Regions from separate parts of the Rattus norvegicus genome. Here region 1 is linked to region 2. The links are chromatin contacts, called in public Hi-C maps. All regions are on one chromosome and are shown on one strand. Each heading gives the region's core, a stretch centred on a gene start, on an enhancer-like site or on the middle of the called end of the contact. The rest is flanking DNA. Distances are from core to core; before and after follow the strand shown. Region 1 overlaps Sox13 (SRY-box transcription factor 13). Region 2 holds the start of Plekha6 (pleckstrin homology domain containing A6).

What was found. A called contact is a pair of places that touch in the nucleus more often than the background predicts.
Region 1: a contact with region 2 is called in a Hi-C map of liver, with 3 times the contacts expected there. The contact joins the enhancer-like site here to the promoter of Plekha6 in region 2. A contact is called at or near these places in 6 of 12 Hi-C or Micro-C datasets (the A7r5 cell line, the Rat2 cell line, Schwann cells and 3 more).

The regions. Positions count from the first base shown.
Region 1 is chr13:47,381,746-47,384,471 of GRCr8, forward strand. It overlaps Sox13 (SRY-box transcription factor 13), which reads right to left. Exons shown (of 14, transcript NM_001105952.1): 14 at 1,400-2,726. Among named protein-coding and RNA genes, the nearest start is that of Etnk2, 20 kb to the left of the region's middle. Within about 2 kb of position 1,331, at least 5 of the 93 cell types and tissues checked have an H3K27ac peak or open chromatin away from gene starts, as enhancers often do. A contact at or near this core is called in liver, where this site is marked.
Region 2 is chr13:47,182,077-47,185,083 of GRCr8, forward strand. It overlaps Plekha6 (pleckstrin homology domain containing A6), which reads left to right and starts at 1,333. Exons shown (of 27, transcript NM_001427839.1): 1 at 1,333-1,735.

The DNA.
Region 1 (2,726 bases), core at 81-2,580, 200 kb after region 2:
ACAGCAGCTAGGTGAGACCTGTGGACAAAGGTACCCGGAATGCCTTTGGTGGTGAGGGCCCAGACCCTTCAGGACCAACTGTAGGTTATGGGATCTAATTGTCTGAGTTGAGAGTTTGGAGTGAAGTTAGGGGTTTTGAGTCAAGCAGCTCCCCCTAGTGGCCACTTAACAGGGCCAGGCAGAGGCCAAAGACGTTTTCAGAAGCCAGGGCAGGTCTCTTTGTTGTTGGCCCCTGCGTCAGGGCCGGACAGGGCACCAAGGAGTGTGAGGACAGCAAGAAACAGCAGCCAGAGCTCTGAAGGACAGAGCCAGGAGTCAGGACAGTCCCTCATTGACTGGCCCCAGTTCTTGGCAGTGTGTGGTCTAAATCCCGCTTTATCCACTGTCTCACCAGCATGTAAAATTAAGAAACTCCCTTTGGTGGCAAGTGTGCACCATTAGTTCTTAAGTTCCCTATACTTCCCCACATCTTTGCTGAAGGGTAAGGGTGAGAGAGAGAGAGAGAGAGAGAGAGAGAGAGAGAGAGAGAGAGGGAGAGAGACTGTCTGTCCGTCTTGTCTGTCTGTCTGTAGCCAAAATAGTGAACATTGAGACTATCAGCGCTCAGGCTCAATCCCACAACACACAGCATCCACCTTTGCCAGTCTTTTTCCTCCGGCCCCATTTGGTGGACTGGATGACCCTGGCTCCTTTTGGCCATTCCTCTAAGGGATCCTCCATCAGGAGCCCTCATTCTCAAAGGCTGACTCCGGCCCCCTCCAGATGATGCAGCAGCCTTTCCTAAAGAAGGGGTTTGGACTGGACCGGCACACCTCGGACTGTGCCTGTGAGGAACATATACCGCCCCATCGCCCCCCTCCTCAGGGACACATGCCACCTTTGTTAATCTGCCCCATTTCTTTCACAAGCTCAGTTTGTTTTCTCCCACACCATGCTGATGGTATGAATTTAACCAAGACCTGTCTTAGAGAACCCTATTAATTTTGAGGAATTCTGTCCTTTCCTCCAGCCCTGTCTCCAGCGACGATCCTTTCACAACTATGCCTTTGAAATCCCCATTCCAGTGTAAGGTCATGGAGTCCTGAAAGGCAGGGAGCCCACGAGAGTTCCTGGGTGTTTGTGTGAGAACCCTCTTGCCGGATGAGCCCACAACTCTCACTGGATTCAAGTGGCTTCCTCTCCCAAAGGGGGAGAGCTGAGCCCATTCCTCCAGGCTGCTACAGTGCCTCCCTCAGCAATGTGGCCTTCACAAGCCCTATGTTCTCCCCGCTTGTCAGAGCCATTTCTTTTAGACACTTTGCCTGACACTCCCACATGCTACCACCAGGGGGCAGCAGCGACCGGCTGGTGCCAGCCTTGGGAATGTGGTCAGGCCAGCCTCCCAGCAGAGCAAGGGCACGTTCTGAAATGGTCGGTCTTTATTACACCATCAGAAAACAAATATGCTGGTTAAGTTATTCATCATTATCTTCTTAGTAACAAAATAAAGCACTATCTATGTTTACAGTCATAAAAAGAAACAGTCTGGAGAGAAATGGGGTCAACAGAGGTGGGGAGGGAGGCGCCCGGCCATGTGGGGTTTGGGATCATTTCCCTGACCCAGGGCAGCTCCAGATCTTTGAAGCTGGGTGCTGATGGTCTTTGATTTTCTTGGTACACAACCAGAAAGCTTATTTATAACGAGTGGAGCCCATTCCCCAGGACGAGGTGGGGGAGGGAAGAACCCACCCTAAGCTCATGAAGAAGGGATGGAGACCAGCTGCCATGGAGTCCCCTCTGCAGGGCTGTCACTGACAAAAGACCCCCATGCCTGGGGACACAGGTTGGGAATTGGGGCAGAGCCCCTTGGAGGCCTAGGCACGCTCTCACGGTCCCAGGAGCTAAAAATGGCTCCATGGGAACTGACTGGCAAAGTCAGAAGGGAGGAAAGGGGTCATGGGGTCAGGAAACTGCCAGTCCCAGGGGCAGGCTGGGCCCTACAAACACCCAGAAGATACAGCAGGTGTGGTGGGAGGGAGCAGGGACAGACAGAGGAAGAGAGAAAATGCACATGGAAAGAAAATACACAGAACCTGAGACACCAGACTGACAAAGAGGTAGCATTTTGGGGACAAAGGAACACAGAAGAAGCCCCCAGAGAAGCATTAAGACACACATCACGGATCTCACCAGCACGCCTGGCTCACAGTGACCACCCAGCAAATACCTTCCGCCAAGAGTGGAGGGATGACAACGTGAGCTGCGCACAGACACACAGCAGCCAGAGGCACGTGGACTTGGAAGACAAAGACGGGACAGCCAGACTGCACAGAGTACAGAGTAACCCAGGTGACACAGGGGTGACCTGGGAGCTTCTAGGGCAGACATATTGTCCCACCATGGCTGGTTTGGGCCGAGACAAAATGGAAACAAAGCATGTGACCTTAAGGGGACAGGTATATCCCTGCCATCCCCTCGAGTGGGTGGACATACAGGAGGGTATACACCCAGTGGTCCCAGGCCATTCGCCCCAAGGGCTAAAACCCTCAGCCAGCTTGGTTCACCACAGCCACGTGAATCCCACCCAGCCAGGCCGTTGGCTCCTCAGATGTGCCTGGAGGTGTGATGAAGAGGAGGAGCCCCGCCTGGGGAATGTATCTACAAACGCGGTTTCACCCATTACCTGGGCACGCCCAAAGTCCAAGTACCAACATAGTTCAGGAAGGCTGGCTGTGCCTGTCGGGTTG
Region 2 (3,007 bases), core at 83-2,582:
TGAGCAGGCATGAGAAGGCTTGTCCCTTAGGTACCTCCTCAGGCTCTTGACTTTACTCTGTCAGGTCTCCCCCATATCTCCCCACTCCTAATCTATCTCTTCCTGGGTGCTGGGGGGTCGGGCGCTGTTCTTTTGTGCCTTCTAAAACAGATTCGTTTTTTAAAGAAAGTGCTCCAGGTGACAAAAAAATGATGCTCACTCAGGGATGCTCACACAGGATGCTCACCCAGGGATGCTCACACACCATGGTGAGACTCAGAGTGGGGACCGGTTGCTTTTCTGCTTTGCTCTTTTTTCTTTTGCCACAAGACCTCATGTAGCTCAAACTGGCCTCGAACTCATTGAGTAGTCATGAATAGCTTTAAACTTCTGATCTTCTTGTCTACACCATATTTTATGGGGTGCTTGTTTGCAAACCCCTAAGGCTTCATTTCCTGTGTCCTGGACAAGCACTCAACTGAGCCAACATCTTCTGCCTAGGATGCTTTTGTTTAAAAAAAAAAATCAAGACAGTTTATTTATAGATAACAATAGAATTATCAAGTGGGTGGGGCCTTGCAGGTATTCATCCATTCCTGCTTTTTGGAATGTTTCTATGTTCAGAAGTGGCCTCAATAGCATGGTCTCCAGCTCTGGGTCCAAGGTGTGGCAGAGACAAAACCCCTGGAAGTTAAAGGCAAATCCTTCCCACTCCTTTCAGATCCTGGCCATAAAACCAAGGTTCCATTCATCCACTGTCACCTAGTTTCCCAGAGAGATGTGAAAAGAAAGAAACTGAGGCACAGTGGAGGAGAGAGATGGGGAAAGCCCCTGACAATATTTGCAGCAGAAACAGGGCTATAACCTTATTGTTTAAAGTTCCCTGCTCCTGCCCATCAGTACTGAAGAGCACAGGTTCCGGGCTTGGCTAACACCCTCAGACTGGTCACTGGAGACCAGTCTGGGTTGAAGACTATGAGATCCTGTTTTGTTTTGTTTCTTGTTTGTTTGTTTTTGTTTTTGTTTTAAATGGATCCCAGATCTCCCAACGTTTTCCTTTAAATTCATTGTGTTGAGAGATATGGAAGTATTAGGATTCCAGCAAAGCCCTCCTGATACCCAGAAATGGTCTCTCTGTTTGGGGATAGTCACAGAGCTGAAAAGCCACCACTAGGCAGACTGGGTGTATGAGGTCCCACCATCCTGCCAAGCCCAGGGGCAAAAGCGTTCTGCAGTCTCCTGTGGTAAGCCTCTGGAAACGCGGCTAATCCATATGTAGGCCCAGATGCCCTCTGGGGGGCAGCCTTGTCCTGTCTGTGGGGCGGCTGGGGAGGCTGTGCCCACCAACCCCTTCTCTTCGGGGAGGGTTGCAAGGGTGGTTAGCAGCTTGTCACTGGTGTGGATGGAGTTAAACCTTTCAGGGGACTATTTACTCCTGATCCTAAGTGACAGCTTGGGGAGGGAGAGTCACGTGGTCTGAAATCCCCACGGGAGCCGATGGAGCATGCCCAGCTGCTTCTGCCTGGGAAAGGTGCTGGATCCTGCAGTAACCACAACAGCATCCTCTCCCCGGAGCCAGGGATCTGCCAGCGAGAAGATGACTGATTAGATCAGATTAGATCCAGAGCCGCGCTCTTCCGAAGGGGTCCCCAGGGGTGGGGGAGGAGGACCCCAGCTGGTGCGAGCTGGGGGAAGGGTGCCTCCGAAATCGCGCTTAGCGCTCTCAGCGCGGGATCACACCTCCAAGGCCCAGCCGGTGAGTCCGTTTAGGTGCACCAGACCTAAGAGGTGGGAGAAAGAAGGCTGGGCTGGGGCAGAGCTGGCAGCCGGTGTTGGCCGCAAAGGCCAGGGTTGTGTGCACTGCAGTGAACTGCCTTCTTCATCCTCAGCCTTGGCAGCCTTACTTAGGGATCATGGATGCTGAGAATGCTAATTATAGCCTTTCTGTGACCTCACCCCTCCAGAATCCCTAAGGAAGGGCCGGCACCACATGAATTGATTAGATTTGAATTGCGTCCCCGGGTGAAGGCAGCTTTGGGACTGCCAACCTCCAAGGTGCAGCCCCACCCTATCTTAATTTTGTAGGAAAGAGAGATGGAAGGGTTCAGGGGTCAGGTTCAGGTCGCTGGAGGCTCTCCTTCCTCAGTGGAAGGGATCAGAGGCTCTTGGTTTCTTAGGGGGTGTCTGCGGCTCAGTGGGTAGCTGCTAAAGGGCATGTGGACAGGGGCGGTGATGGAACATGCCGTGTTGGTGATGAAAAAGCAAATTGCTGCTGTTTAAAGCCCTAGGACTGGGCTATTGTGTGAGGAGTCTAGGGTTGAAGTGGCCAGAGAGATACGCAAGGGGGGAGGGCGGAGGAAGGTGAGGAAGGAGGGGGGGGGAGGGAAAGGCTGTTACTGGGAGATGCCCTTTTGGGACTGCAAACCAGTCTGGCTAGAGAGTAAGAGATGGGAGACCCTGAATGCAGAGAGAGGCGGGTTAGAGCGTGGTGGGAGGAGGGGAAGGGGCGGGAGAGAAAGAAGGACACGTCCCTAGTAAGTGTCCCAAGAGGTGTAGCCTTTAGGACTGGGCAGCTCATCTCAAGTCCCTCAAGACCTCTCGCTCTCCATCTGGCATCTCCAGTGGCGCACTCAGCCGCCAGGTCTCCAGCATGCGTGGGCGGAGCCCTAGCTGGCACGCCTCTGCCAGAGCCCCTGTCCAGATGGCTGCGGGGCACTGCAGGTGCTGGCCCGGTCCTCCCATCCCGAGCCTCTGAATCATGTGGAAGTGGGGAGGATTCTACGGGTGCAACTCTCCAGCGGCAGCACCCACCTCTGGGCAGCTGCGGTTTAGCCTGGGCAAAAGTCGAGCCCATTCTGCTTGAGGGATGCGCCCGTGTCACAGTGCCTTGGTCGGCGGCCTGGGGTGGGGGTGGGGGTGGGGGTGGAGCAGCAGTGCTTCCAGAACGGTGGCAAGAGCAGCTTGGGCACCTGCACAGTTGCCTGGCTTTCCTTGCAGAAAAGAGCGGGGTCTGTGTCTCCGCACAACC